2 separate regions of the Manis pentadactyla genome follow, and region 1 is linked to region 2. The links are chromatin contacts, called in public Hi-C maps. All regions are on one chromosome and are shown on one strand. Each heading gives the region's core, a stretch centred on a gene start, on an enhancer-like site or on the middle of the called end of the contact. The rest is flanking DNA. Distances are from core to core; before and after follow the strand shown.

Region 1 (6,183 bases), core at 3,449-5,948, 460 kb after region 2:
AGCCCAAAGAGGGTCGACGGCAGGGCGCCGCAGCTCGGATGAAGGGCCGGCTGCGGACGGCCAAGCGGGCCAACGAGGGGAGAGAGGTGCTGGGGAGGGCGCAGGGCCAGGCGAGGGGCAGCTGCGCGAGGGCAGCAGCGACCGGGGCGACGGCAGGATCCGGACCCCGACCCAGACCCCGCTCTGCCAAGCGGAACCGAGCGCCCGCGCCGCCACCAAGTTCCTCTAAGTTTGCCCGCCGCGCTCCGAGGGCGCGCCAGGAGCCGGGCGCACCACGGACCGGGGGCTCACGAAGAGCGCGCGGGGCGCCTGGCCGGCCGGAGTCCCACGCCCCTCAGGCCGGGCGCCCGACCCGCTCGGATGCGGGCTCCGCGCTTACCTGCCCGCTGGCCGCCGTTCCGGGACTGCGCCCGCCGCCGCCGCCGTCCTTCAAGCTCTAACTTCGCTCCGGGGATTGAAATTCCTCCCCAGCTTCGCCCATCGATCCGCGCGCGGCCCCGCCCCTCGCCTCTCGGGCAGGGGGGCCGTCCCCGCGCGCCCGCCCCGGCGCGCTCCCTCCCGGCCCGCACCCGCCCCGCGCGAGTCCGGCTGCGAGGCCCCCCCGCCGCCCGCCCCACCTCCCAGCCGCCCGGCTCCTTCCCTGCCGGCCGCGGAGCCGAGGGGGAGGGGCGGGGAGGGGCGGGGGGGGAGGTCCTAGAAAGCGCCGGAGGGCTGGTTTCCTCGCCTTCCGCTTCCCGGCCCTTCCACCCACAGTCAAGTGGGGGCGGGGGCCGGGGGCGGCACTCTGGTGGCGGAGTGCGCAACAGCTGTCGCCTGGATGAGCCACCCTAGACCCCCACCACATTAAGCAAAGCCGAGGCGTCCCCAGGACCTGGGCAGCTCGTATGTCCGGCCCCTCGGAGAGACACTGAGGCGGGCAGCTAGGGCCGCCCCCACAGCCCTGGGGCCCCTTCCTCCCGTCTCCTCACCTCTGGGATGACTCCGGGGGGCTCTCGAACACTCTTCCCATTTAGTTTGATCCCCACAAGCCTGCGTGTGGGGAAGCCCCCCTTTCCGCATGTTACAGGGGAGGAAACTGAGTCAGGAGAGGCCCAGGGTATTGCCCATCGCCACACAGCCGTCCGAAGCAGAGGCTGAGGGGCAGCCTCGACCCCCAAGGACGGAGCCTCTGACCCCTCCTGCCTCTTTCCTCGCTCGGCCGGGCAGGCCCCGGCAGTGCCCTCGGCCAGCTCAGCTGCCCCTGGCCGCCTGCTCCTCAGGGCCGCTCCAGTCCCCGCGCAGCCTGGCCCTTCCCTGCGGGCGCCCGCGCCCCCTCCCCGCTTCCTGTCCCCCGCCTGCCTCTGATTCCCGGCCTCAGTACCCCCTGCACGCTCTCCGCTCCCGCCAGCAGCTGGGCAATTCAACGAGCATACAAAAGAGTTGACTCAATTCAAAGGCAGCAAATCAAGATAAATCCTATAGTGTGTGGGGCACCGGAGAGGGAATGTGAATGAACGCCCACAGCTCAAGCAACCCTATATGGACTGGCAGTCCCGTGCCCCCAACAGAAGGCTGACCACGAAGCAGGAGTGGGCTCAGAGCTGCCCACCGACCCAGGCCGAATGTGGCAATTTAGTGCTGAGTGGCCCCCCTCCTGCCTGGTGGGTGGGGCGCCTTTGAGAGTGGGTACATGGGTACAGAGCCATAGCCAGGGTGCTAGGAGAAAAACCGGGGTACCCCTTGTTACACACCATGCGGGGGGGTGGTACAGCCAGCGGGAAATATACAACAGCTCCCAGGGTCTGGGGAGGCAGAAGGAAGAAGGCAGCTGGGCCATTTGGGACATCGGAGTGAAGCCTTTCTCCTTGGGCTGCCCCCTGCCCAGCCCTCTGGCCCAGCAGGCTAAGGACAGGCCCTTGTTTATCACCAGCGAGGTACTACAGCCTCAGGTGTGCCAGGCCTGGGCACAGAGGGCCGAGAGCTGGAGGAGAGGGCTCCCCTCTCCTCCTGCTAAGGGGCCTCCCCAGCTGGTGCCTGCCTGACTGGGGAGAAACGTCTTCCCCCAGAGGAACGGCTGGTCACTCTTGGAAGGTCTGAGAAAGCAACCTACCGCCTCCTGCCTCATTCAGTGTGGGCCCCGCCCAGGAGAGACTCAAGGCCTCAGCGCAGCCTTTTTTAGGCACCCCCTGCCAGTGGTGACCCATCCCCCTTTCCAGCGGGCTCCCCAGGCCCTCGCTGGCCAAGCAGCTCTCTGGCTTTGGTCTTGAATGGGGCGGCGTTGGCCCGGTCTCTCCTGCGTGCCAGCGTCTGTGCTAGGAGCCTGCCCAGTTACATCAGGACCTGCTGGCTACTGCCCCGGCCCAAGGACTATGAGCCCATTTCTGCTGCGTGCACGACGAGGCCGGAGGCCTCACACCGCCCTTGCCTCTCACTGCCTGACCTCCCCAGGCAAGTACGCGGACGCCCAGCGTCAGGGCTCGGCCGAAGGGGCCCAGAGGTCAACTGGAGGAGCTCGGTAGAGGTCCCGTCGGGAGCGTCCCAGCAACCGGGCGCAGACACAGAAGGACAGAGCTGGGGCCACGGGGTTAGAGGCAATGCAGAACAGCTGGCGTCGGGGCCCTCCCGCCGCACCCCCACCCGGAGAGGACGCTGCGTAGCCGGTTGCGACCTCGTCCCCCAGCCTCGGCTGGGTCGCCCCTCCCCCGTGGCCGCGGCGATTGGCGGCCTGCGTGTAAGTCATCAATTCTCTGACAGACTCTTTCGCCGCCGCCTCGAGGACATCTGTCAGGGACCCGACACTGCGCCCCACGCCCCCTGCGCCACCCCCAGACCCAGAGCAGGGGAAAGGACGCGACACGTCGCTCACCGCAGCTCGGAGAGGGCTGCCGCGCAGCACGCGAGCGCTGGAGGGCGTCGGGGTCCCGGAGTTGGCGGAGGGGGCGGGGCCGGCAACCAGCCCCAGGGGACGAAGACCCCCAGGCTCCGTGGGGCTGGGCTCTGCAATGGTCAGACGGGAATAAGGACCCGTATTCCCGTCCCCCAGATATTCAAATCCACTCAAGCTCGGATCGGATCGGGCGGGGTGGGGGGAGGGAAGAATTCCTGGGCCTTCGGGTGCGCGAAGGCGACGCTGGAAGGGCGGCCACCAGGGCATTGCCTCCCTGCACACGCAGCTGTTGTTACACCCCAAAACGCTCTCAGGAGCTTCCTAGGTCCCCTCCCACGGCGACCCCCGATAACCAGGCCCTCAGATGGGGTGGCCGCGGCCCGCGAGGGGTGCGGGCGTGGAGGGGCGGACGTGTCGCGCGCCGGTGTGCAGTTTGGGAGAAAGGGCGGGTGGAGGAAGTTCCCGCTCATCCCCAGCAGCCTGGCCGCAGGGACCCCACACACACTCAGCAAAGGAGGACTCGGCTGGGAACTGTGATCGAATCCGGTCTGGCCTGGGCCCCCGATTGATGGGACGGACAGGCCACACTGTGCAGTTTGGGAAGAGAAAAAGTTGGGGGCGACACCCCGAGACCGGAGAGAAAAGATTGGGAGCACAGAGGGGGGCAAGGAAGGAGGAGAGACAGGAAGGGGACCAGGAGAGGTGGGAAGGGGGACAGCTCTGAGCCCGGGATCCCGCCCTACCCCGCGGCCAAGCCCCGCTTCGCAGCTTCCCCGGCGGGCAGGAGAGGCTCTGGTCACAGGCGCCTATTAATAGCCGCGAGCCGGGTCCTTCGCGCGAGCTCGGCATCGGCGGGCAGAGCTTGGAGACCGGACATGGGGGAGGGAGGGTGTCCTGCAACACCCCCTCCAAGGGCTTCGCCGTGCGAGGCGCAGCGCCGCTCCCCCCACGCCCACTGTGATGAGGCTAGCCACCCAGAGTCCACTGCCTGCCCGCCCTCAATTACGAGATTGGGTCCCAGATTGGGGAGACAGTCTCCGGGCCAACTTGGGGCGCCGCGGCTACCATCATGCGCTCGCAAGCAAGACCACCCCTTTCTCCGCTCCCTGTCCAGACCGCCCTCCGCGCTCACAACGCTCAGGAAAGTTTCGGGGTCCCCGTCGCGCCTCCTAGCCCGAGGGGTCCGGGGTCCCGGGCCTTCGAGCCGCGCCGTCCGGGACGGAACTTTGTCCGACCGGCTCTCCGCGACCGCTAACTTCGGGTACTCCCGCCTCCGAACCAAGGGGATTGGGGGAACCGGGAACCGCGGACCCCACACGCCATAACCCAAGCCCGGGGTGGGGTACTCGGCCCCGGCACGGACACTCGGGGTAGGACGTGGGGCTGGGTGGCCCGGGCTGCGAGAGCCTCTGGGGACCCCCGTGCCCGCCCCCACTGCCGCCAGGGTGGGCATCTTCCCCGCCTCCTCCAGGGGCGGGGACCAACCAGCCCCGCAAGCTGCCGCAGAAGAGACCCCCAGCCCCCGCAGCCTCGCGCAGCCCCCTCCCCCATGAGCCCCTTCCTACCTGGGCCGGGGGCGGGCCGGGGGCCGGAGGCACGGCCAGGGCGAGCGGAGCGCGCGCCCCCAGGTCCCTGGAGCGCGGCGGCGGCGGCGGCGGCGCCTTCCCTTCCTTCCTCCTCCTCTTCCTCCGCCGGGCTTGCTGGCTCCAGACAGATCTCCTCCCCCTCGCGCCCTGCCCGCCCCTCCCGGGGCCCGCCGGGCTGGGCTCGGCCTGCGACGGGGAGCGGAGCGGAGCCGGCGGGAGCCGGGCTGCGGCTCTCACTGCGTCAAGCGCGGGGCGAGCGCGGGGCGGCGGCGGCGGGGACAGCGCGCTCCGAGCCCGGGGCCGGCCGGGCAGGCGGGGGAGCGGCGGCTCCGGCTCGGGCGCGGGCGCAGTGGCGGCGGCCGCGGCAGCGCCGAGACTGTGGCACATTCTTTCTGAGCGTGATGGAAGGTTTCCTGTAGGAGCTGGAGCGGGAGGGAGGAGGGGCGGTGGACGCGAGAGGGGGCGGCCGGAGGGGCGGGCTGTGGGGGTCGCTCCCGCACGTCGGTGGACCGGGGGTACCTGGAGGACGACGCGGGAGGGGAAGTTGAAGCGTGCGGTGGGAGTCGTGGGGGACCCCGAGGCATCCTCGCCAGCTACTCTGGGCCTGTCTGCGCGCCCCTGTCCCCGCCCCAGGCCACCGCGGGGAGCAGAAGCTCCCAAGGTGGCGTTTGGAGATGGGCCCCTGGGGCGGAGATGTGCACGCGCGTGCGGACACAGCCGTGGACACACAGAGGGAACAGCGTGAAAGTTGACCCGAAGTCAGACCCTGTGTGGACGCGCGTGTCCGCGAGTGAAAAGCGTATCCCGCAGGGGCGCGCGTTTCAGGGGGTGGGGACGAGAGGGTGGTCGCGCCCTCAGGACTGGCCCTACCGCAGATCGCCACCCCTCATTGCCCCTCCCATTGCTCGCCTTGCCTCCGCTGGGGGAAGAGAGGGGGCGTGGACCAGCCAGGCCCCTTCCGATTCCCGGAAGGTTCGGTTTAGCGGATTTTCCTCCCGCCGATCCCACTGTCCCCGCGTTCGCCTCCCGAATCCTCGGGGGCCCTAAATCTCTGCGTTGACCTCTAAACATGGTTTTCAATTTACAGTCCCCTCGTCGCCGCGAGTCCGCAGGCAGCGTCCACGTCGCCCCCGGGGCGGCTCCCACTCCCCACCGCCCCTGCCCCGGCCTGCGACTGGCGCGTTGGGTAAAAATTCCAAACCGGCTTAAGAGCGCCCCCGCCCGGCACGGGCTGAGCGCCGCTTCCGAGCAGTGGACTTGGATCTGCGGACCCCGCACCCCCGCGGGCGCGGGCGCGACCCTCGGACGCCGACCCTGCACTGCGCCCCTGCCCCGCGGCCGGCCAAGGCAGGCAGAGGCTGTGGGGGCCGAGCTGAGAGCCTGGGAATGCGCACGGCAAAGGGGAGGGGCTGCTGGAAAGGGAGGCGGCTGTCCCAGGGGTGCCCCTCTGGGAGGTGACCCCAGGACAGGCGCGGGAATGGTGCGTGATGCTACGAGGAACTAAGGCAAAGGCTGGAGCGTTCGAGATAGACGCGCAGGGTTCCGGTTCAGGGTCCGGTCCACAGGCCTCCTCGCAGCCTGTAAACTCCATCCAGCCTGCAGCACTGGCCAGCCGCGGTCCGCCCCGCGCTTCTCCCACCCCACCCCGAGTCTCTCTCTGCAAACTCTCTGTCCCCAAGGGAGAGCCGGGGAACCAAGACCCCAAAGGGGGGTGGGGGTCGAGAAGCTACC
Region 2 (5,704 bases), core at 1,026-3,525:
GAGGAAGGCACAGGCTGACGTCTGGGGGGCTGAGGTATCTCAGCAAAGCTGCTTGACCTTCAGAGCCTTGGTTCCTTCCCATGGGAGGCTGTGGATTGTGCTGAGGATTACCTGACACCGTGCAAAAGCATCCAGTCGAAACACTCATCAGCTCCCCTGCACAAGAGCCAAGGGCCTGGGCACACCCCTCACTGGAAAGGAAGCCAGGACTTCTCAAGCCACACACACTCCCCAAATGCATCCTAACTGCTCCCGCCCCCGACTACAGCTCCTGTCCTCAGCACTGACTACTCTTCCAAGTCCTCGTGTCATGTCCTTGATCTTCCTGACAACCCTAAGAGGAACTGTGACTTTTATGATTCCCATTTTGCAGGCTCGGACCCAGTACACGCCCCAGGCCCCAAGCTCTAAGTGGGGAAATCGGGTCAGGCTCTGCAGCTGGTTCTGTGCTCAGGCCCACGCCTCCCTCACCTCTTGGCCCCCTCCTCGATGGTCTCTCCGTCCTCAACTTTGCCCCCGAAGCCATTCCACCGGCCAGCCCCGAAGCCTCGTTTCTTCATGCCGAGGAGCACTCGCTGAGGCTGAAGGACCAGCACCAGGGTGTAGAGCTTGGAGGTGCCCATGGTCCCTGGGGGCCCCTTGAGAAGGAAGAGGGCTGGGTCAGTTTGGGTGGGAACAGGACGAGGATGGAATCAGCGTGTTGCGATGGCTGGGGGCAGGGAAGTCAGAAACATGTTCTGAAAGGCAGGGAGGGGAAACCTGTCAGTGAACAAATGATCATCTAGTACAACAGACGCCTGACTCTCAGAACGCAGTGGCCTCAATGCCCTGGCCCTTTGCTGGCCAGCAGGTCAGGAGATGGCTCTATCTTCCCCTTCCTTCCTTGGCACGGGGCTGTTCTTGGTCCTCTGTCAGCCTGTGCCCAGCTGGCACCAAGGAAACCATGCAGTTCATCCATCAGTCCTTGGGTCAGATCTTGCCCTTGGCCTTTCATGAATGGGGGACTGGCCTACTGGGGTCTGGCGTCTGCCTCTCTGCAGTAGCAGACCTCCAGAGTCCCAGGAAATGCATGGCTCCTGGGCCCTCCCTCTTGTCATAGTTTATATTTTGCCCACAGCTATTGTTGCTCTGGGACCTGGCACTTGGGGAGGGCACTGGAACCACAAGGGGCCTCCTGCTTCAATGATCCAGAGAAAGAAAAATGGTGTGTAGTCCAGAGAAAGACTCTGCCTGGGCTGGATGATGTCTGGGCTGCTGCTGGAGAGATGGTGGAGGACCAGGGCCAGGTGCCCTGCCGGCCCGTCCCTACTCCAGCCTGGGGTCACCGAACATGTCTCCTGCTCCAGGGACCACACCTGAGGAGATGCAGGGTGGAGGGCCTGGGACCCCATGCTTTATTTTTAGTTACGGTTTCTGATAAACGGGACCTGTAGCGGAGTCCTGGCGGTGGGGTAGGTCAGGCGGAAGGGGCGGGCTCTGGGGGTCAAGCCCTTTAGGCCTGCATACTTTGTCCTGGCACCAAATTGTTTATGCCCATGGCCCTGGCTTCCCAAGTAAACTGTGAGGGCGAGAGGGAGGCGGATACGAGGTACATCGGCACTCACTTATTCAGACTTCTTTACAAAATCCACCCCACTTCACAGACCCAACAACTGTGCGCAAAGACCTGCTTTCCCCATATTCAGAGGCGGAAATGAAGCTCAGAGAGGTGAAGACTGACCTGAGGTCAAACAGCAGAGCCAGGGCCCAGAGCTGGGTCTACTGGCTGTTGATATCTAGGTGGCCCCAGGTCCAGAAACGAGAGGCTTGTACTACAACTGGTCAGGTCCTCAGAGAGCCTAGCTAATGGCAGGGACCAGGGAGGCTGGCATCAGGGCTGCGCGGCCCACCTGTTAGCCATGTGGCTTCTGAGTCCAGTCATCTGTAAACTGAAGCCCCTTAATCAGGGTCGAAAGACACAATATACACAGGGCACCAGGCTGAGTCTTGCACACCTGGCCACTCGGTAAATGAAGGTTCCCTGTCCTGTCTGTCCTTCACAGGGTCCCGGTGCCCCAGGTCCCATGACCCCTGCGCCAGATCCACCTCCTCCCTCCTCTGCGGCCTCTGCTCCACTGGTCCCGACCTCGCTCTCGCGCTGGCCGGGTCCGCAAGCTCACCTGGTGCCTCGCTCTCCTGGGCCCGGCTCCTCGGAGTCCCTGGCTCACCTGGCAGCGCGGCCGCGGGGCTCGCCGTCCCACCGCGCGCCGCCGCCGGGGGCGTGTCCTCGGGCCGGAAGTCGGTCGCACTTCCGGCGGCCATGGCGCGGTGAGTCGGCTGTGAGGGCGTGCGGGGGACCGGGGTCGCCTGGGGCTCGCGCCCGGTTTCCTCGTCAGAACAGGGGCGCCGAATCCACTTCCGGCCTGGCCGTACACGGCCTGCTCGGGCATGGCGACTAGGGGACTCTGGGCACTTCAGACGGGAGGCGAGCCGTTGGCGGAGGAGCGACAAGCGGGCTGAGAGCTGCAGGGGACTTTGGGTGGTGGGGCGGGCGAGGTCACCTGCAGGTGGAGAGGAGGGGGCGGCGAGGCGGCCTGCAGGGGGAGAGGATGGGCCTGCGAGGCGGCACTGCAGGTGGGGGGGCGGGCGAGCTCACCCTGCAGGTGGAGAGGAGGGGGCGGCAAGGTGGGGCTGCAGGTGGGGGGGCGGGCTAGGTGACCTGCAGGTGGAGAGGATGGGCCTGCGAGGTGACTTGCAGGTGGAGAGGAGGGGGCGGCGAGGTGACTTGAAGGTGGAGAGGATGGGCCTGCGAGGTGGCACACTGCAGGTTGGGGGGCGGGCGAGGTGACCGCAGGTGGAGAAGAGGGGGCGGCGAGGCGGCCTGCAGGTGAGGTGGAACTTAGGAAGAGCACCGCTGGCCTGAAGGCTGTGGCATCCGACTTGCGAGAAAGGTGAGGCCGGTGTGACTGAATGCAGGACGCGGGGTGGCGCTGGAGGTCAGCTGCCCAAATCAGGCGGCTTGGGGGCGTGCTTCTTTGCTCTTCACTCCTTCCCCGATCCCTGGAATTAGTTCTGGCGCCCTGGACCACTGTGCTCTCTTCCCATGAGACCCCTTTTGTCTTTTGAAGGCAATGATTCTGGAGTTACTGTCTCTAACAAATCTTATAATCGTGCTTTGGTGTTGTGGTGTTGAAGGGCTTTTGGCCTAGAGCCGTGGGGATAATAATAGCTCTTTCTTCATAAAAAAGAAATGGATTTGGACCTACTTCGTATGGCTCTTTTGAGATTTAAATGAGGGGAGGTGTGGCAGTCGACAAACTGTTCAAAACCTAACTTTGCCAAAGAGACTTGGAAATTGCCCTTCAACTGTTCATGCAGGTTGAGTTCAGTTTTATTAAGAAACGTGGCAGGTCAGGCCTGGTGCCAGCTGCTGAAGTGGTGGGACTAAGGTGGGGCTTGTGCTCCTCGGGTGTTCTAGCAGTCTCAGAGCCCAGATTTTGTACTAGAAGAGAAAGAATATACCTTCCTTAATTTTATCAGTACCCACCCAGGATGGGAACATTTTTGTTGACACAAATGAGGTGACTATTGTTGCTGTCTGAGCTTTCCTTCTGAACAAAACTTCATGAGAGAAAGCCCCTTGACTGAAGGGTAGATGCCTGCTGGGTGAGCTTGCTCAGTCCATAACAGAGCACCGAGGATGGACAGCCCAAACAGCAGAAACTGTTGCTCTCAGTCTGCGAGCTAGACATCAGGGCGTCACAGGGCTGGTTCCTTCTGTGGCCACCCTCTTTGACTGGCAGTTACCATGTTCTCCTGTGTCCTCATGTGGCCATCCCTCTGTGTGTCCTTATTTCCTCTCGTGAGGACACCAGTCAGACTGGGTTAGGGCCCTCCCCCCATGACTTCATTTTAATTGCCTCTTTAAAGACTAGTTACATTTCAAGGTCCTGGGAGTTAGGACTTCAACATAGGAGTTTCTGGGGGGCCGCAGTTCAGCCACCATACCCACTTCCTGGCTGTGTAGTATGGTCAAGCCTCCCCTTGTCTTGGGCCTCCGTGCTCCATCACCCACAATGTGTGGGTTGAGCCAAGAGTCCCTCACACTGGCGACCTCCCCATCTGTGTGATGCCTGCTTGCTGCCTCTCTCTCAACAGGTCCTTGAAGCTGGTGCGAGTGTCCCTCCAGCGCCAGGGGTTCCACGCTGCTGGGAGTACCTTCAAGGGTCGGACTGGTGTGGAGCACCTGTGGCTGATGCGGCACTTGAAGGACCCATTTGTGAAAGCTGCCAAGGTGGAGAGTTACCGGTGTCGAAGTGCCTTCAAGCTTCTGGAGGTGAACGAGAAGCACCGGATCCTGCAGCCTGGCTTCCGGGTGTTAGACTGTGGGGCAGCACCGGGGGCGTGGAGCCAGGTGGCAGTGCGGAAAGTCAACGCTGCAGGCACAGGTGGGGCCTCCACGCTGCTCTGAGGGCCTCTGACCTCAGGAGTCTGTGACTGAGGCAGCTAGTGCCCTCCGCCAGAGGACACGTAGTGCCAGTGGGGCACTTTCCAGAGTCACATACCCCTGAGCTGGTTGTTTAGTAGTAATGATGAACATAGACACTGACGTTTTCAGAATGAAAGGCAAGGTAGACAGGTGTACTGATTAAAATCACCGCACATCACACCACATTAAAGTGTGTATCAACATGTTGGTGTGCATCCTAGAATTCGGTTTTGCGTATGTAACCGTACATTTTCTTTTTAAAAAATGGTGTTAGACACACTCTTCTTGCTAATTTGGAACCTTAATGGAGCTACTTTTATCCCTGCATGTTATGTTGACTTCTTTCCATGACAGTACAACTGACTTAACCTCAGGGGGTTCCAGGTTCCACTTGGCCTGCCCAGGGGGGCCCTCCTGGCCAGGGTTCTGGATTCTCTGCTCTGGCTCAGCCTGAGGGACCCAGCTTTTATCTGTTTCATATTTGAGGGTTTTGTCAAAAATTTCCTATATAAAAAAGAATTCCATGATTAACAAGCCATCCAGCCGCATAATTTAGAAAACAATGTTATCCTTTGGACGGTTGTGTAGTATTACAGAGGCTGGTTATACTGCTGGTTTAGGCAGTCTCCTCTTGGGCATCCGGTTGCTCTCAGGTCTTCCACTAGTGTGTACGATACTGTGGTGAACATGCTCACCCTTGTATCGTCTGCTGGAAAGCCTGGGGCTGATGCATGCGCTGGCATTATATGACATATGTGGCAGTTCACTGAGGTACCTGTTCCCATTTTCCTAATGAGGAAGTTGAGGTTCAGTTTAGTCCCCTGGGAATGCTGCTCCCCAGGTTGTTCCATCAGCCTCATCGCTAAGGATGGGATGGTTCAGGGCTCTAGAATAGCTTTCAAAAAATTTTTTTTAGCTCAATAAATATTTATTGACTAAGTAAATGAATTTGTGTCAGAAGCTTATTTGTCTTTTCCCACCAGTGAGCCTATCCACAGACCTCCTAACAACTGACTTTGGTTTCTGTTTAATATAGCCAAGTTAACTTGTAGGATGAAGTGGCAGAAGGAGAGTGTGTGGATAAAATGACTTGGTTTCCTTTCTTCCCAGAAGTCGCAAAACTGCACACAAAGCCATTTGCCTTTAGTGGGCCCTTCCTGAGGGTACACAGTACATGGGATGTTCAAGGCAAGTGTATAAAGTGAGGTGTGAGATGTCCCACTTCCCAGAGCTGAA

Evidence for each region. A called contact is a pair of places that touch in the nucleus more often than the background predicts.
Region 1: a Hi-C map of skin fibroblasts shows a contact between it and region 2, with 7 times the contacts expected there. The contact joins the promoter of ELFN1 here to the promoter of NUDT1 in region 2. A contact is called at or near these places in 2 of 3 Hi-C or Micro-C datasets (fibroblasts and skin fibroblasts).

What each region holds. Positions count from the first base shown.
Region 1 is chr10:103,911,953-103,918,135 of mManPen7.hap1, forward strand. It overlaps ELFN1 (extracellular leucine rich repeat and fibronectin type III domain containing 1), which reads right to left and starts at 4,699. Exons shown (of 2, transcript XM_036932834.2): 1 at 4,432-4,699. It overlaps LOC130679186 (a long non-coding RNA gene), which reads right to left and starts at 477. Exons shown (of 2, transcript XR_008992253.1): 1 at 380-477.
Region 2 is chr10:103,449,733-103,455,436 of mManPen7.hap1, forward strand. NUDT1 (nudix hydrolase 1) reads right to left here and starts at 2,276. Exons shown (of 4, transcript XM_036932858.2): 1 at 2,160-2,276; 2 at 472-638. The coding sequence starts at 623. It overlaps MRM2 (mitochondrial rRNA methyltransferase 2), which reads left to right and starts at 2,185. Exons shown (of 3, transcript XM_036932857.2): 1 at 2,185-2,307; 2 at 4,138-4,427. The coding sequence starts at 2,300.